Linked DNA regions of Rattus norvegicus: region 2 is linked to region 1. The links are chromatin contacts, called in public Hi-C maps. All regions are on one chromosome and are shown on one strand. The core of a region is the stretch at or near the end of the contact, and the rest is flanking DNA. Distances in the headings are between cores, read along the strand shown.

Region 1 (4,699 bases), core at 1,341-3,840:
CAAGTACTTTCACTAGGTGGATGAAAGGTTGCTGATTATAAAGCTGGAGTGACACTTCTATTACTCACCTCAATGATAAGCCATTTGAATTCCACTGGCGGAAGCTGGATCTGATTCCCAAGTTAGTCCTCCAAAGACTGATGGTGAACAAGGCATTAATTACCTTTCTCCATGTTGTGACAAAAATATATGACAAAGGCAACTTATGGATGGAAAAGCTCATTTTAGCTCATAGCATGAGGTTATAGTCTACCCTGTTGAGGAAGACATTATGGAAGGACCATGAGAGGGAGCTGGCCATGTGCATCTGCAGACAGGAAGTCAAGAGAGATGAATGCTGGTATCCAGTCAGCTTTGTCCTTTTTATTCAATATGAGGCCAAAATCTATAGGATTCTTCTGGGTCTTTCCTCTTCATTTAAACCTTTCTGGAAACTTCCAGATGGGTGTTACCATGGTGATCCTAAGTACTGTCAACTTGACAATGAGTGTCAACTATTTCAGGCACATAGACAGAGCTGTCATCTGGATTTTTCTTGATCAATGTCAGCTCTATAGCATGCCTTTGTTTCTCTCTCTGTGTATACAAGCATATCTACAAAAAACTCATGAAAGCATTTATATTTATTATAATATTGTAGTATTTTTTGTACTTTCATTTGGAGCACATCCAGCACCAAAGCCTGTTTCACATATTCCCATTCCATGAGTTCCTAATTGTATGAGAATGTTGTTTTTTCCCTGATCTATTTTGTCAAATTAATGACCAATCCCAAAACAGACTATCTTCAACATTATATTTTAATTGCGTTTAAACTAGAACTCATAAAAAATAAAATCTTTTTCTTAAGATAACTTCAAAACTTATCTAATTTTATGCAGTGACCAAAATATTATTTAAATTAATATACTTATTTGAAGCATTTACAGAAGACAGAATCATGAGTCCCCAAAGATCTCGACACACCCCAATTCTCAGAATGTCCGCACATGTTATTTTGCATGGAAGAGGAACTTAGTAGATGTGATTAAGAAACTTGAAAGAGGAAAATTATCACCAATTATCCATAATCAAAATACTAGTCATTGTAAGAGAAAATCAAGAGGGTCAAAGCCAGAAGATAAAATTTTAAAATGTGCATGACACAGAAGCCAAGGTTCAACTCATGTGATTAGAAGAAGCACTGGGCAAGGAATCTAGGAGATAATTTTGGCTTTCTACGACAGACCCCACAGATCCAGTGTTCTGCTGGTTTAGTGGGATGTCCACCTGGACTTTAAATAGACAAAGTGGTGTTAGTACAGCCAGCCTTCCAATGGAGCCTGGTGTGCTGTCCTCTGGGAGGCTCTGCCTGCACTGGACTAAGGCAGATACAGATACTCACAGCCAACCACTGGACTGACCCTGGGGACCCCAACAGAAGAGCTAGAAGGACTGAAGGGTCTGAAGGGGATTGGAAACCCATAGGAAGAACAACAATAGCAACTAACCGGATCCCTCAGAGCTCCCAGGGACTAAACCACCAGCCATAGAGTATAGACATAAGCCAGTCCATGACTCCAGCTACACATGTAGCAGAGGACTGCCTCATCTGGCATCAGTGTGGGGGAGGCACTTAGTCCTGTGGAAACTTGATGCCCTAGAGAAGGGGGACGCTAGAGGGGTGAGTCGGGAGTGGGATGGGGGAGCACCCTCTTAGAGGAAAAGGGTAGGGGAAAGGATGGGGGATTAGTGGAGGGGAGACCGGGAAGGGGGATACAATTTGAAATGTAAACAAATAAAATGATTAATGAAAAAAAAAAAAAGAACCACCTCAAACACCAACAGCAGAGTCAGGGGAAAGTGAGTAAAAGTCACCAGTAATAACACTGTCCCATAAAAACTGGGGAAGTTCAGAAGGTGGGAAGGAATCTGACTTAACTATGATTTTCATAGTAGCATTTTTTCAAACAGTGGAGAAGGAAGTCACATCTATTTTCCTATTTTACTTCAATGTCTAGAGTAAGTATATTTCTGTGAAGGTCACATGGGTACCATTGAGAGGAGAAGTCCTAGTATTTGTTAAGCCTACTAATTTAACTGAAACCTAATCCCTCCAGCCCGGCATGGACGCACAAGCGTACAATCCCACTGAGAGTGGCCAGGACCGACAGTATGGTGACAAGCATAAGGTCAAAGCCTTTTGGGGCTTCAGTGGGAGACTCTGTATTAAAAAGAAATAAAAGAAAGAAGAAAGAAAGAAAGATCCAAACCTTCCAATTAGTCCTCCAGCCATTTATCATACTGTACTTGGTATTTAACCTGTTCTTCCATGAAAACTGCATTCTTGTTTAGAGGGTTCTACTATTTAAGGAAAGGGAAAACCATGTCCACTGTTCTCATAAAACTAACTTTTAAAAGTTACATCTTCGCAGCCAGCCCTTGGCTATAGCCCTGTGGCTCCGCAAAGGCTCCGAGAGATCATGTTACAAACGTCCCGGCCCTTCAGCTCGCCTGTGTGTAAAGCAGCAGTCACGTGAGACGGTTCCACTTGCATCCGAGTAGATGAGAGGAGCCCAATGCTTAGAATCCCTAAGCAATCTCACGGCCCTCACACCACCCCCCTCCTTCTTGGCAGAGCTATGAACTAGGGAAGTCGGATATCCTGCCTCCTAGATCCTATTTGGGTCGCTACTAAATGACAAAATTGAGCATCTCTGCATACGACACATGATTTATTTCCTATTTTAGTCGGATCACAGACAATCTGCTTTCTAAACAGCTGCCTGCAAAACTCCAAGGAGATTTAAGAGGATACTGTACCAACGGAGCAGATTGTTTTTGCTTCGTTTTACCAATAGGTGGCACTGCAGACAACAATACAGCCTGAGTAAGTAAGTTCGTGACATACATTTAGAAATACAGACAATGGCCTGCCTCTCTCTCTCTCTCTCTCTCTCTCTCTCTCTCTCTCTCTCTCTCTCTCTCTCTCTCTCTCTCCCTCCCTCCCTCCCTCCCTCCCTCCCTCCCTCCCTCCCTCCTCTCTCCCTTTCTTCCTTCCATCCTTCCTTCCTTTCTTTCCTTCTTTATCTCTTTCTATTTCTTTCCTTTTTTTGGTAGGGGAAGAAGAGAAAAATATCCTATAGTAGCATTTGTATAGCTATGAGGCTGGTTTAGAGCTGCAAGTGTAGACTCGTTTCTACCTCCTCTTCATACATTCCTTCCCCAACAACTGTCTGTCTAGTCATTTGACCTCATTTTCCATCTGTTAAGTAAGAAGGGTTGGAGTAGTTCAGAGGTAATTGTGTTTGCCTGGCATGGTGGCTCACACCTGTAATCCAGCTCTTAAGGGGCTAAGGCATGAGGGCTGTCACAAGTTTGAGGCCAGCCTGGGATATAAGGAGTTCCAGGTCAGCCTGGGCTACACGGTGAGATCCCAGTTTCAAGACAGGTACAACACATAGTCCCTCCCCCAATTAAATAAACGCAGTGAAAATGCAGGAGCTCACTGGATCAGGAAGCTTATTTGAACAGATCTAGAGGTTCCTGAGAACACTAAAGACACCATTAGGTGTTGATTAAGAATTATTCCATTTTAACGTTTTCGTTTATTTATATAGTCAGTTTTACCCATTTTAAAAATAGAGGGCTGGAGAGATGGCTCAGCAGTTAAGAGCACTGACTGCTCTTCCAGAGGTCCTGAGTTCAAATCCCAGCAACCACATGGTGGCTCACAACCATCTGTAATGAGATCTGATGCCCTCTTCTGGTGTGTCTGAGGACATGGACAGTGTACTCATGTACATTAAATAAGTAAATCTTAAAAAAAAAAATAGAGCCAGGCTGAGCCAGGCAATGGCTCAGCAGATAAAAGCTCTGACCACACAAGTTTGACAACCTGAGTTCAAATCCTGTAACCTACGTGATAATACACACACATACACATGATGGTGGTAATGATAATAATAATAGTAAGATTAGTAAGTAGCTAATTAAAGCAAGAGTCTTCAGTGATTCTTAATGATTCTTAGTCTGATTAGATCTTGTCTAAAAGCTAGCTAATGTCACACTAAGAGATTTTGAACCCAAATAAAAGGAAATTCACACATGCATTTGTAACCATATGGAAACATTAATGTGTATAATCTTATGTTCTTTAGTCACCAAAAGGTCTGTTTAAACCTAATATGAAACATAGATATTACTCCCTTTGCACTGAGACACTTTAGAAACACGGTCTTAGGTAGTAGGGCCTAAGGTAGGAGGGCCTGAAGGTAGGAATGCTGGACTCACTGGTTATACTTCATCTACTTAAAGTTTAACAGCACGCCAGTCATCGAATATAGCCAAACTTTCAGTCCCATTCCTAAACTTTTAGTCCCTGTGATTGCTCCATCCAGATCTCACTCAGCAGTCTGAATAGAATCAAGAGGAGCTGGGAGTGGCCAGAGGAATGTACTGAAGTACAAGAGGAAACCAGACTAAGGTCCACTCCGTGGCAGAGTGCGTGACTAACATGTGAAAGGCTCTGGGTCCTGTCCCTAGCACTGCAAGGGAAAGGAGCCAAAAAGAAAGAATTTGAACCATATTTACTTTTCCAGTTCTGTGCACTGACTAGTACCATGAACATGCTCTTCTTCCTTCTGTGGTAATAAAACATGCTGGATGACAGACACACTAACGGTACCACAGACAGGCTATGCCCCTGCCTGTCTGGTAA
Region 2 (5,192 bases), core at 1,993-4,492, 750 kb after region 1:
TGAGGGTTTCGGAAAGAGAAAAACACTAAGCTGCCTTTGACTGTAACTCATCTGCCTGCAAAGTGAGTCTTGAGAACGTAGGGCATCGGTTGGTTGTAGGAGAACAGTTCCCGGTGGAAGTAGGTGTTAGAGCAGATCTCTAGGATGGCTGAGAAAAATCTATAGGCCGAAGGGACAACAGGAGGCAGGCTTGGGTCAGGCAACTGTAAACATGGTTGGCTGAAATGCCTTGAAGGACATTCATCCAACACAGAGGCAGGGGGCTGGAGGGAAGACTTGGACAGTTTTCAGTTTTGTTTCATTCAGCTTGGTGTATAATTACAGTATGAATGCCTAAGGGCTGCCTCGGGCACCTTTATATGCACTAATACAAGAAAGCAGGCAAGAGTTGGGAGTTAATCAGGTTAATTATTTTCCTTTGTAGAAAACTGGCAGCCTAGAGAATAGTATAAAGACCAGAAATGGATATTACCAATGTTGGATTTAATCCCTTCTCCCTAATCACTGCACCCTGGCCAGTTCCCACACTCCAACTTTCAAACTCTAGTTCTCTAGCAACTAGAATTAGACATGGTTTACTTACCAAACTGAGACACTGTAACAGGAGATCTTTGTAAGATGTTTCTTCAGTAAGCTGCTTTCAATTTAAGTTACGATTTTCTGAATTGAAACTGTGACACACACCTGATCTAGTAAAGATCAGTTGATCTTTCTGATTATTTTCCAACAAGAACTGTACCTAAACCCTAGCTCTGTACTGGTTCCCAGTTTCCACAGGAAGATGGCAGCAATGTGGTGTAGTTCACAGAGCTTTGAGTCCATTCTGTGCCTTGGAGTGTGTTCTATGCCTTAAAATATGTTCTATGCCTTAGTGTGTGTTTTATTTCTGGGATTCTGTTCTATGTCTTGGAGTATATTCTACGTCTGGGAGTGTGTTCTGTTTTAGAGTGTGTTCTATGTCTTGGAGTCTCTTTGGTTCTAAGACCTTTGGTTTCAATCCTGACATGAACAAACTGAAAAATATTTCTTGGCTCTGTCACTGGTAGTGGGTACATTCCTAACAGAGTAGCAACAGCTTAGAAGTTATAGTATGTCTTAAAACAGAATTGAAAAGTATGCATGTAAAAGTCTTTCGCTGGGAAAAATACAATAAAAGTCAGAAGATTAAACTGTAACGAAATAAATGAAGACATTTCTTGCTTCTTGTCTAAGTTTCAAATATATCCCAATATAAACTATCACTGGACTTTTGTTGCAGGCAAATGATTTACCCTCTCATCGGTGCATTTACTACCCACGCTTGGTGGTTACACACACCAGCAAATATGAATACAGAAATGCTCTGAACTCATAGTCTATTGAAAGACATGCAGAAAATGGGCAATCTTACAATGCAGCCTATGAGAAGTCACGAGACATGAGAGGGGCTCATCTGGGCACATAGAGGAGAATTAGGAAAGATTTACCACAGGAAGGTTGACTAGAGACAAAAGTCAAACCTAAGCTATACTTTCAAGATATATATATATATATATATATATATATATATATATATATATATATATGTGTGTGTGTGTGTGTGTGTGTGTGTGTGTGTGTGTGTGTGTGTGTGTGTTGTAGGAAGGGCCATTGTATAAGCAAATCCATCCATAGAGAAAAGTGTGACCACATTCAGGAATGGCTTCTGACCTGTTCTCTTTTGTTTAACTCGCTGAGTCAGATGGTACATTTGCTAGTAATTTGAGCTGTCAGTAACAGAAATTCAGGTATCATCCCATCAGCCCGCTCTATTCCATGGATACATAAAGTCATAAAATCACCATAGGAGAGCCAAGCACATTCCCCATCTCAGTGTGGCTCATGGCAATGGTCTTCTTCATAGGGACCTTGACACATACATATGTAAAAGCCATCTATGTCTCTGAAAAAGGAAAGAAACCAAAAGAAAGCCCAGTTACAGCTGCATTTCCAGGCTGGATTCACTAGGACCTTGCTCTGTCCTCACCTGTTTCTCGTTTGTAGATTGTGACTAAGGACAATACATGTCTTTTCTATCAGCAGCAAGGCAGCCATGTGGTGAGGGATAGAGAGATATTCTCCCTATAAACATTGTTCTGTTGAATATGATTTTACCAAAGGAATAAGGCAAATGTACACTAGAAAGCAGGGGGCAGAAAGGTTACAGAGCACTGGAATTCTTTTCCAGGAGATGTAGAGGAAGGTGAGGGGACACAAGAATAATGTACACACAGAAGCAAGAGGAGGAAGCCGCTCAAATACTCAGGAGGAGAAACTGTAGCAGGGAGTCACGGGAGGACCAAACAGCAGGTCACTTTTTATCTTCCTGTCACTTTCAGGAAATGCCAAAAAGTAAAAATAAAAGATGCAACAACAGTTTTTTTCCGTGCACTAAGCCAGAGCAGCTATACAACAGGAAACTCTTCTTAATGCTTACAGAGTCCAATGGCTCATTAGAAATAATACAACTGTGTAAGAAAGCAGAGGTGGGATGAATTTCACCCATCCTAAGGGAAGTACGTCACCAAGAATTTCCAAAGCAAGAGAGAGAGAGAGAGAGAGAGAGAGAGAGAGAGAGAGAGAGAGAGAGAGAGAGAAACTTTGTTGTGTTTGTTTTAGATTACAAAAAACTCCTGTTCATTTTTCATTTCCTTTCTCAGTCCACGTATAAGAAAAGTACACAGAGCGTCACTTATATGACCCAGGGGGAAAGATCGCCCAGCTAGCCACAAGCTTAAATGTGGTACTGTGCACCAGCAAGAAACCAGGGAAAGACAATACTCAAAACAGATCCTTCCCTCTAAGAGCTAAGACTAGTTAGAAAAGAATTCTCCAAAGTCTATTTTGCAAATATAAGGAAACTCGCATCATCCTGATTATCCTTGAAGAAAGTATTGCTTTACAACTGGGGGACCAGGGGAATTTAAAGGATTTTTTTACCAAAAAAAGAAAAAAAAAGTAAAACTTGTTGTTAACGGAAGTAGCATTGATTTTGACTCAACGTATTCCTATAATACTAACCATGGGACTTGCTCGAAGTGTTCTTCATTTATTTAATTTTTTTTCCTTAAAGCACTGCCACATCTCCTGCTGTGCCCCTTGGTTGCCTAGAAAATTTCATTCGGGCTTCACATTTTCTCTTGGCCGTTAGTCAGAAAACAGTCCGGATACGGCTCTGTCATAAATCACCATGGGCCTCACAAGACAGCATTACGCTTTCAGGAAATGCCAAAAGAAGTAAAAATAAAAGGCGCAACAACCCTTTTTCCATTCACCAAGCCAGCAGCAGCTACTTCAACACCAGCAGCTTCTACAGATCTGAAGGGAGATGAAAACCTAAGAAGAAAGGTTCGCTTGCCTCTCTCAGCCCGTGAATGTGACTGTGGACAAAAGTCAGGCACCAAATTTAGAGTTACCCATAGTTTTCCCAGAATGAATTGAATACGGCATTGAAGCAGCATCCCATCCCGTTAAGTTGATTCAGTATTTTACAAAGTTATAAATCTCTGTGTATGTGTTTGCGAGTATGCACACATATGTAGAGGTCTACATGCATACACACTGGTACATGCATGTGGAGGCCAGAGGTTGATGTTAGATGTTTTCCTTTATTACCTTTTACATTATTCCTTTTCTTTTGAGACGGTCTCTCACTGAACATGGAACTATCTGATTCAGAGAGCCTAGCCAGCCAGCAACCCCCGACATATGCATCTTTCCCTGCTTCCTCGGCACCACGATGGCTGGTGCATGGCCCCAGAGCCCGGCTTTCGTGTGGCTTCTGGGGAATCACACGCAGATCTGCATGCTTGCAGAGAATGTGTTTGGCTGACTGAGTCACACCACCCCTGGCAACAGTGTTTGCATTTTTCGAAGAAAATGCTGACACGTGCTTTCTTCAGTGCGGTAATTCTACTCTGGGAAAGCACTAAGAGGTCACCACTTAGACAAACCCAGTCGCTGTCCTCTCTCCCTCCCTGGCTCTCTGGATCCAATTACACTACAAGACTCTTCAGCTCTGCTTCTGAGATATCCCTCCTCATTCCATACCCAGCACCACTGTGGAATGTCACTTTTTCTCATCTCTCTGTTAAGCTTCCTGTGCCCTTTCAGCTTTTATTTCCCACCACCAATATGCCTTCTTTGTAGCAAGTCTGTTATCAGCTGAAGTAGTTTCAACAGAAATAAGGCATTGCTTGGAAACAGGCACTGGCCTTCGAGTTTAGAATAAGCACTTTGCTTCCAAGGCATACCATAATATGGTATGATGATAACTCTCCATTTTCCCCTACATAACATGGGTTAGTTGTAATCCTCAAACAAACCTTGAATTGTTTTGTTTCAAAGATTTTTCTGTCCCTTCTATAATGCAACTGAAGGACTTTTCTGGAAAGCCCCAAGCACTACTGTCATATCTCTTTCAAAAATGCATGATGCCCCCTTTTAATTTATAAGCTGATCCACGTATCTGATCAATTATGCCTTCTTTGAAAAGACCGTATGTCTTCTAAGTCTAGGCAAACTGCAGGAAAAGTGATTCTGTTGAGAATGCTCTGACCACTGTCTGTTTCTGTAGTAGATATGGTTTTCTGGAGAAAGAGCATGAAACAGTGATTGTGCAGTCTCAGAGGAAACCTGTAGGAGGGTAAGGGAAAGAACTCCACAACAGCAGAGGGAGTCAGACACAGAGGCTCCTCCAAGAGAATCTGTCCAGAGCCGACTGCTATGTCAGGAAATAGATTAGTCTCTAGGGTATATGCTATCCTACAGAGATTTCCCCCACTCCCCCTCCCTCCCTCCCTCCCTCCCAGTTAATTTGCCATCAGCCACTATGCAAGAGACACAAAATTTCCCAAGCCTTTCTGGACTCTGCATCTTTAATCAGTCAGAGATAGCACGTGAGAAGGGACTGCAATTACAATTTATAAACAAATAGTATCCACTGAGGTCCTATTTGAGAGCTGGGGAATGGGGACGCCCACCCAAAGGATTCTAGAGAAGACGTCACCAACATCAGCTATAGAATCTCTTATGACACTTCTTAGAACTCTCAGCCAGTACAATAGTCCACACTCAGTAACTATGTTCAAAAGAAATGACTGCAGAACTCGGGTCTCGTACTTGAGGTCTGTCAGTATGTTCTTGTAAAAAGTAACCTGTTCACTTGCTTGGTA

The links. Hi-C and Micro-C count contacts between places; a contact is called where the count stands out from the background.
Region 2: a contact with region 1 is called in a Hi-C map of the A7r5 cell line, with 4 times the contacts expected there. The contact joins two enhancer-like sites. A contact is called at or near these places in 2 of 12 Hi-C or Micro-C datasets (the A7r5 cell line and the Rat2 cell line).

Annotation. Positions count from the first base shown.
Region 1 is chr1:238,083,986-238,088,684 of GRCr8, forward strand. All of the region lies in intron 5 of Prkg1 (protein kinase cGMP-dependent 1), which reads right to left. Among named protein-coding and RNA genes, the nearest start is that of Cstf2t, 280 kb to the right of the region's middle. Within about 2 kb of position 2,591, at least 15 of the 93 cell types and tissues checked have an H3K27ac peak or open chromatin away from gene starts, as enhancers often do. A contact at or near this core is called in the A7r5 cell line, where this site is marked.
Region 2 is chr1:238,831,124-238,836,315 of GRCr8, forward strand. All of the region lies in intron 2 of Prkg1 (protein kinase cGMP-dependent 1), which reads right to left. Among named protein-coding and RNA genes, the nearest start is that of Prkg1, 220 kb to the right of the region's middle. Within about 2 kb of position 3,243, at least 13 of the 93 cell types and tissues checked have an H3K27ac peak or open chromatin away from gene starts, as enhancers often do. A contact at or near this core is called in the A7r5 cell line, where this site is marked.